Regions from separate parts of the Zea mays genome. Here region 2 is linked to region 1. The links are chromatin contacts, called in public Hi-C maps. All regions are on one chromosome and are shown on one strand. Each heading gives the region's core, a stretch centred on a gene start, on an enhancer-like site or on the middle of the called end of the contact. The rest is flanking DNA. Distances are from core to core; before and after follow the strand shown. Region 1 holds the start of LOC103647051. Region 2 has its middle 67 kb from the start of LOC103647057.

The links. Hi-C and Micro-C count contacts between places; a contact is called where the count stands out from the background.
Region 2: a contact with region 1 is called in a Hi-C map of tassel, with 4 times the contacts expected there. The contact joins the enhancer-like site here to the promoter of LOC103647051 in region 1. A contact is called at or near these places in 6 of 25 Hi-C or Micro-C datasets (ear, leaf, tassel and 1 more).

The regions. Positions count from the first base shown.
Region 1 is chr2:145,318,103-145,322,078 of Zm-B73-REFERENCE-NAM-5.0, forward strand. LOC103647051 reads right to left here and starts at 1,901. Exons shown (of 17, transcript XM_035965350.1): 1 at 1,778-1,901; 2 at 1,484-1,674; 3 at 173-327; 4 at 1-59. The coding sequence starts at 325.
Region 2 is chr2:145,467,315-145,471,325 of Zm-B73-REFERENCE-NAM-5.0, forward strand. No RefSeq gene overlaps it. Among protein-coding and RNA genes, the nearest start is that of LOC103647057, 67 kb to the right of the region's middle. Within about 2 kb of position 2,232, at least 6 of the 20 cell types and tissues checked have an H3K27ac peak or open chromatin away from gene starts, as enhancers often do. A contact at or near this core is called in ear and tassel, where this site is marked.

The DNA.
Region 1 (3,976 bases), core at 651-3,150:
AAGTCATCTGTTTTGGAAAGCTGCTTCACAGCTACAGTTTTCCCATTATGAAGATAACCCTGTTTAGCATACACAATATCACAGTGATATTTTCACCATCACTTTGTTCTATCAGATCAAATATGTGAAGTTTTTAACTTTAGCAACACTACAAGAAAAGAAATGTTTATACCTTATAAACCACTCCAAACCCACCCCTACCGATTACACATGAGAAATCATTTGTAATACTTTTTAAGAATGCATATGATAGCATGACTGGCTCTGCATTAGCATCAGTTAATATGTGCTCAAGGGCTTGATCTTCATTCTCCTGATCGTCCATTTCTGCAAAAAAAAAAAGAATAATAACATATAGAGTGGATTGTGTACAGTACAGGTTTTCTAAAGGGTGCAGTATTCTATGTTTTTTTGTATTAACTAGAACAGCATATTACTTATAGTCCCTCCCAAAGAAAAATAGATAAGACTAAACAGAACTAAAAAGATTAATGCACCATGTCTGTAGATCAATTGCAATGTTATATGTATTATTGCACACAGTAGCAGAAGTCAAGATTGATGTTAGTCTGCTCCATATTAGACCTTATATCGTGTAGACTATATGGGAGTATCACATAAACTAGTGCAAACCTTACAATAATTTGAAAGGTTACATGTTTACTCGTGTTGTTTCTGTATGAAAATTAATCATGGCATACTAATACTGTGCGTACTGCCTGCTTCCACACTCTACCAAGACAGGTCAGTTCAACATCTATGCTCAAAGGAAACATGTAAACGTGCCTAATTATTCAAGCCCTACTTTCGACAGATTATAGGTGTTCTTAATTGAAGCAATTACTTTACAGTGGATGAAATTCAGCACTTGTTTATATAAAACCGTGCAGGCCTTAAGTTATTTTTTAGCTTGACAAACTACTAGGAAGTTCAATCAGCCGAAAGAAAAAGGGAAAATAAACATCCAGCAGCGAAGACGAATTTGCTCTAAACATATTAGCGTGTCATAACCTTGAGATTAGGAAGGGGCCAGAGCAAGAATCGGGGTGGTTAAACTTGAGCTTGCAATGTTCGGTCAATTTTTTCGAGAAAACCACTGTTAGAGCATCTCCAAGAGACACTCCATTTTCGACGCTCTATATAACACTCTATTTACATCTTTATAAAGATTACATTCTATATGTAGCATCTTACCCCAACAGACTCCCTATTTAGTTTGGCTAGTCAGCGGCTAGCCAAATTTAGCTAGAGAGGGAGCCAATTTGAAGAGCCGGATAACTTGACAACTTAGATGGCTAGTCTGTTAGAGAGTTATTTTGCTATTGAGTAGCCAAAATTTGGTTTGCTGAGCCATTTGACTAATCTCTTGGAGATGCTCAGCATTCTAGTTAAGATACAATCATACAACGCAGCCAAAATCAATAAAAACATTAAACTTTACCAAACAATTTGATTGGGTACGGTGTTATATATTAGTACTAACCTGGAAGAGGGGCCTTCCGCCGGCTGGCCGAGACCTTCTTGGAGCAGTGACCAACCAGATCTATGGAAGAAGCTCCAACTGCGAATGGCCTCCCGCTAGCTAAAGAGATGAACCAAGCCCGGAGGCCGGAGCCGCGGATAATGCTGATGAAGTGGGGTGCAGATGACTGACACAGAGGAGTTTACGCAGATCTGACGGGGCAGTCGGAAGAATAACTCTTCTTGGCACTAATTAATTAATATTCTTTTGTGAAGATTGAGACTATATAAGAGTTGACTGACCCGTTCAACTTACATTCTCTGTTTTTTTTTTCTCCACGCGGACGAGGTCCACCGGCTTTTCCGCGTTGACAAGCCCAAGCAGATGAGACTCCACGCGGACGAGGTCCACCGGCTTTTCCGCGTTGACAAGCCCACGCAGATGAGATTTTTGACATTATTAAGGGCCTGTTTGAGAGAGCTTTGCTTCAAAAACTTCAGCTTTGGTTTTCAAGTTTCACCATAAAACAGCTCCAGCAAATTGTTAAGGTGAGTTCTAGGAGCGTTTGGTTTGTATATGGACTCCAACTTCTATAGTACAATTGATTTGTGTGGGTTTCCTTGATTACCCTTGATGATTAGTGGGTTGTCGCCAGAGAGAACGGAAGTTGTATGTTGCGAAACCAGTGGCATGGTGGGTAATTTTCGTACAGCTTCATGAGTAGATATAAAAACAGTGTTTTTGAAGCACCCTCTAAGGAGCTTCATGAATTTCATGAAACGGGCCTCTAGTTTCAATTTTTTTAAAACTAAAGCTCGTGGAGTTAGACCTGTTTGGGTTGAAGAAATTCGAACGAAATTGAAATTCTTGAAGTGAAACTCTCCCAAACAGGGCCTAAACACGGTACGCTCGGCTTTGACCGATCATAGAGACAGGGAGAAATTTGACAATTTGAAAACCCACACAACGCTACTATAGACTCAAATTAGCTCTTCGGCGCCTCGGACAGCTATTAAGCAGTTGGAGGTCACGCCGTCACCTAGTCGTCACATTTCTCTACCCTTACAACTCCTCCTTCATCCTGAGTATTCCTCTTCTGCAGGAATCCTAGTCAGAGAACCTTCGGAATGGAGTGTACTCCTCTTGTTGAAGTTATAGCCGAGCTCGTGCAGCAGTCGTAGCTGCAGCTGAGGCTCGTTCCGTGGCCATCATTGCGGAGAAGGAGACGATCGCTGCTGTGCAGTATGTAGCCATTGCCGCGACAAGGTTGAAGGAGTCGTTGAATCATTGAAGAACTCAACCTTTGTTTATGCTAATATTTCTCGATACCGTTTATTTTCTTGGAGATCCCCAATGGGTGATTAAGGCCTATAGGGTGCTACATGCAGTAGAAGAATTTGAAAAGGGAGGTAGCTAGTTTAGGGTTTGTTAACCAATTAGTAATGCATAATTATGTAAATGTATGTTGTGTGAAGAAATGGGAAGGGATGTAGCTATTGTTTGTCTAGTGTTGGAGACTTGTTCTCAAATGCTATAAATTAAGAACAAGGCAACACAAAAAGAGGTTAATGGTTAATGTCATTCGTCCTTCGAAGCATTATTTCCCTTTGGATATAACGATCTTCGGACGAAGGTCATGAAGGACGTACCTTAATCATCATAGTATACATCAATGAAAGAAGTAGCATATGAAACATGCGAAATAACATGAATAATCATATGACATCATTAATATATCTTTATTATATCATCATAGATGAATAAGAACAATATTGAATTACATTTGTACCTTCGGCTTGACAGAAGGCAAAAGTCCAAGCATGACGCACGAGCGAATACAAGCCATCGTGAACAGTACGGGGGTACTGTTCACCTATTTATAGGCACGGGACGCAGCCCGGTCAAAATTACATTTATGTCCTTGACAACTAGTTACAATCATGACACAAATTATCATGGACCGATTGGTCTTTTCCTCTTTAAGTCGGTGCAGCCCTTCGTCTCAAGGCATGTCGCTTATGCCGAAGCTCCCTGGATGGTAGCTTCGGCGTGTACCTTCGCGTTGTATTTGTTTATGTGCTGATCTTCCGAAGGTGTTTCTTCTTAAAGGACCTTCAGCGACGAAGCAGACCCCAACAGTAGCCCTTCGCGGTGCTAGATCGTTTTTCGTAACGAGCTTGATCCGTGAAAAATCTCTAAGGCTTCGGAATGCCGAAGGTCCGAAAAACACCTTCCCTGAGCTCGTTGCCGAGAAATGATTAAAATATTCCGAGCGCGAGGTGGCCCACCATGCGGCGGGTTCGCACGATGTGGCGATTCACCTCCCAAGCGCCGAGTGGTCCACCGTTCAGCGGGTGCGGGCAACTTGGCGATTCACCTCCCACCTGTAGCACTATATAAACAGACGGGTAGGTATGAAGTTACCACAACATTCATTGTCATTGCACTGTTGTGCTGTTGAAAAATTTAACCATAGCCGAAGCTTTTTCACTGCATTCTCGAGCAAACCATCAT
Region 2 (4,011 bases), core at 982-3,481, 150 kb after region 1:
CGAGGAAGAAGACCATGGGGCGGGGCGACAACACAGGAAATAGAGAGGAGGAGTGAGAATCGAGAGCAACACAGGGGGCCTCCGTGTGGCCGTGGAGGCGAGCAGGCAAGGGGGCTGCGGTAGCGGCGGCACACGGAGGAAGACGACGATGAGAGGCGATGGCACGGGAGGAGAGATGAGGGATGAGGAAATCTGAGAAGTCTAGGGTTTGAGATGCAGAGGAGTGTTTGTATTTTCATAAAATCAGCTAGGGTATTTTTTTGCAACATCGTCGCACGGGGTGGCTGAGGAGCGTTGGCAGGCAAGAGGCGACACGTTGGCAAGAAAAATGGCTAGCATTGGCATGGTACAACCCAGGATTACATTTTCGTTTTACATTTTTTGATACCGTTTTGTTGACCACAATTTAACTCTTATATTTTTAAATTCTAAATCGAAATACACTGAAGACCAAATCCGTTTTCATTTCCTGGTCAGTAGCGGGAACGAGAAATTTTACCGGTAACCGGTGTTTCTCGAGCGAGAAACTCGTCCCTGGCATAGCCTCTTGAGGGCAAAGCCGATGACCTTTTCATAAAAAGAGATTAGAAGAAAGAAAGAATTATTTGGATGCTGGATTTTTTATTCCGAATCTTTGAAGTGGCTGGGTTTTTAGAGTTTGATAATGTAAATGTTAAAGCACTGATATATTCAACATAGGATGTATATACCTTCCTAAACCCCTTGCTACATAAATGATAGGAATTAAACAAAATGATGACTTAGGTCTGTTGTATGACACATTAATGATCGAGTCACATGTGGATTCATTTTACCATCAATATCAAGTTGCAGAGATAAGTTTTATATTTTATATCATATATATCATCAAACTAAGCCGAATTCACTATTTACTATGTTTTTTTCACAATATGTCGTATCAGAAATATCATACGAATACGTTTCATATTTAGAAGTATCTAGTATACTCACTAACATATAAGACAGTTCTTATAGTCTATACGACTCTAATAATATCTTTATTTTAGATGACTTCATATATAAAAGTGTCTAATATACTAGCCAAAATCTAAGACAATTCTTGCAATCTTAATGACTCAAAAGATATATTTATTTGAGACGGTTTTCAATAACAATCCATCTTAAATCAATATAAGACATTTCTTACTATGTAACTGTCTTAAAACACTTCTTTATTGAAGACGGATCTCCAACCAACCGTCTTATCTTACTCATGACCATATAATAAAAGACGCTTCTATAAAATGCATTGATATCCGTCTTAAAATGTGCGTCTTAAATAAGCATATCTCTAGTAGTGTCAGAAGCTGAAAAAAGCTAAAACAAACAGTGCCTTTATAATGTGTTTGGTTTGAGAAATAAGCTAGTCCATCAACTTCTCGTTACTCATTTTTTATTTGGTTTGTGGAATAAAATGAATTGATCCATCACGACCTTATTTCTCATAGTTAGTTATTTAATACTAACATGAGGAATAGGATCATCCCATCAAATTTAATGAATAAACATATGATGCACCACATCTTGGATGGAGTGATTCTTCAAATTAAACACCCCCTAGTGTCAACGAAGATGCCAGGCACGTCGCAGCTTTATAACTCTTTTCTGTATGATTTCAAAGAATAGCTGGTGGACAAATCCTCTAGTTTAAATATATGGACTAAAACCTAGTTGGCCTAAAATTTAGATGGGCTAAAAATCAGTTGAGCTAAAGTTTAGGTAAGTAAATCATTTTTAGTTTAACCGACTAATGGACTAATGCTTGCTTTCTATTCCATCTAGCGTGGAAGGAAACTAAAAATTTGCTAGATTCACTTTTAGTTCAAATGTCTGGATACCGGCCTCGACCTAAAGTTTTGGTGACAAAAGTTTAGTTGGAGATAGCAAACAGGCCTGGTCGCTACATATTTTTCAGAGGAGCGGTGCAGAGAAACTAATCAACATCTTGCTATACTTAATATAAACCCTACGGCCCCTAGTCTAGATTCAGAAGAAAGAGAGAGAGAGAGAGAGAGAGAGAGATGACCTGTGCTTGTGTATTCAGAAAACAAGATGGCAGGAAAACAAGGCGCACATCCACAGCCGGACGGGTGACATCTTTGTGCATCGATCGCACGGAGGTGGTTGAGGCGATGGAGCGAGTTATACCATCGCCTGCAGGCTGCAGCTGCAAAAGCATTGAAGCAGCGGAAATGATGGATGGCACTGAAACACAGTACTGTACTACGTGGGCTGAAAGATGCTGTCCATGTTGCCTCGGCCAACAGCCTCCTCCTGGGTTGCAGAAAAGCAGCAGCGGCAAGCTTCATAAAATGCCTGGAGGAGCGAGAGGATGCATGGAGGTCTGGAATCTTTGGACAAATTTTACACCCTGCTCTGCTCTTCTGTGAACCACCGTCTCCTCCTCAAGCAACAACTATGGTCATCTCAACGTGTCCATCCAATTTTTACTCTGCTTGTTACTAGACCTGTCGTCTCATAAGTAGCGGTAGCTAGATCTCAAGGGACCATCTCAGACTGAGCGCAACGGTGAACGCTACCGCGCCCCTCCCCTTGCATGTCGGTTGTAGGGGGCACCCTATGGCCACAGCGGTGCCCCCTACAGCGCCCCCTACGTGTCGGTCTCCTTCTCTCTCTCCCCAGATCTAGCGTGTCACTGTTCATCACCCTAAACACTGTGCTGTGGGTCCACGAGTAATTATTAGTAGATAAAAAATTGATAATTGGTATAGAAAATGATATTTTATAGTGGTAGTGGGGTATATGGGGAGTATTTAGGGGGAACCGCTGCGGGAGATGAAAAAATAGGAGGAAAATAGGGGGAAAAGTGATATAGGGGGAAAAATTTAGAGGTAACAGTTGCGGATAGCCTCATTCCCTTATTTTATCTGCAACGACTTGCTACATTAGCCATTTAGCCGCATGCAATGCAGTGCAGTGCAGGCTGATCATGATCTGTTAGACAGCTGGCTGGCATAGGTGTGGGTCACCTGTCACTGTCACGGGTAGAAAAGAGCTCTAAGGGGGTGTTTGGTTCTGTGGACTAAAGTTTAGCCCGGGTCACATCAAGCGTTTGACTTTCAAATAGGAGTATGAAATATAGACCCAACCAACTGTACTAGATTCGTCTCACTTTTTAATCTTCGGCTGAGAAATTAGTTTTATAATCCGACTACATTTAATACCCCGAACGGAGGTTCAAACATTCGATGTGATAGGGGCTAAATTTTAGCAGGGGCAAACCAAACACCCCCTAAGTCTACGGTGGAATCTAATTTTTACTAATAGTTTCGGTTATCGCGCATCAATGATAGAATATATGTGGTCTCGATCCCACAACTGCTAGTGGAACAGATTTTCACTCAGCGGTTCGCTTAGTAGAACCAGAAGTAAAAAAATCATCAATTTTCACAGGCGGGTTGTTTAAGAAACCGCCAGTGTAAATGAGAATTGCACTAGCGGTTTAGTTACTTGAAATGTCAGTAAAAATTGACGATTTTCACTAGCGGTTTTATTAAGCGAACCGTCTATGATTTTTTTTCACATTCAGTAATAAAACGAACCGCAGGTGATGTTTTTGGTATAACTATCCCTTCTTCTCCCTGAACTCCACAACTTCTCGCAGCCACGTGCCATTGTCACGATTTTGGAGTTCCAAATTTCGTAAAATACAAGAGAAGAGGTTTTGATCTTAGTTTTTTGATCAAGGTTGTTAAGAAAGGTTGGTTTATATTTCTCTTGTCAATTTTTGTTCATTCTTCTTCAATTTTAGTCTCATTTGGTTTACCATGTGTTAGGAAGAAAGTAGCTAGTTTATTTTCTATATTTCCTCAAATGAGGTTGCTTAAGACGATTTGATTATGTCTATCATCTCTCCCTTTTCATATTTAGTTCTCAATTTAGTTTATCCAATATATATTTAGTTGTTTAATGAATGATGTATGTATTTGTATGAAGAGAGAGGAAGATAGGTTTGCTAATTAGGATTTT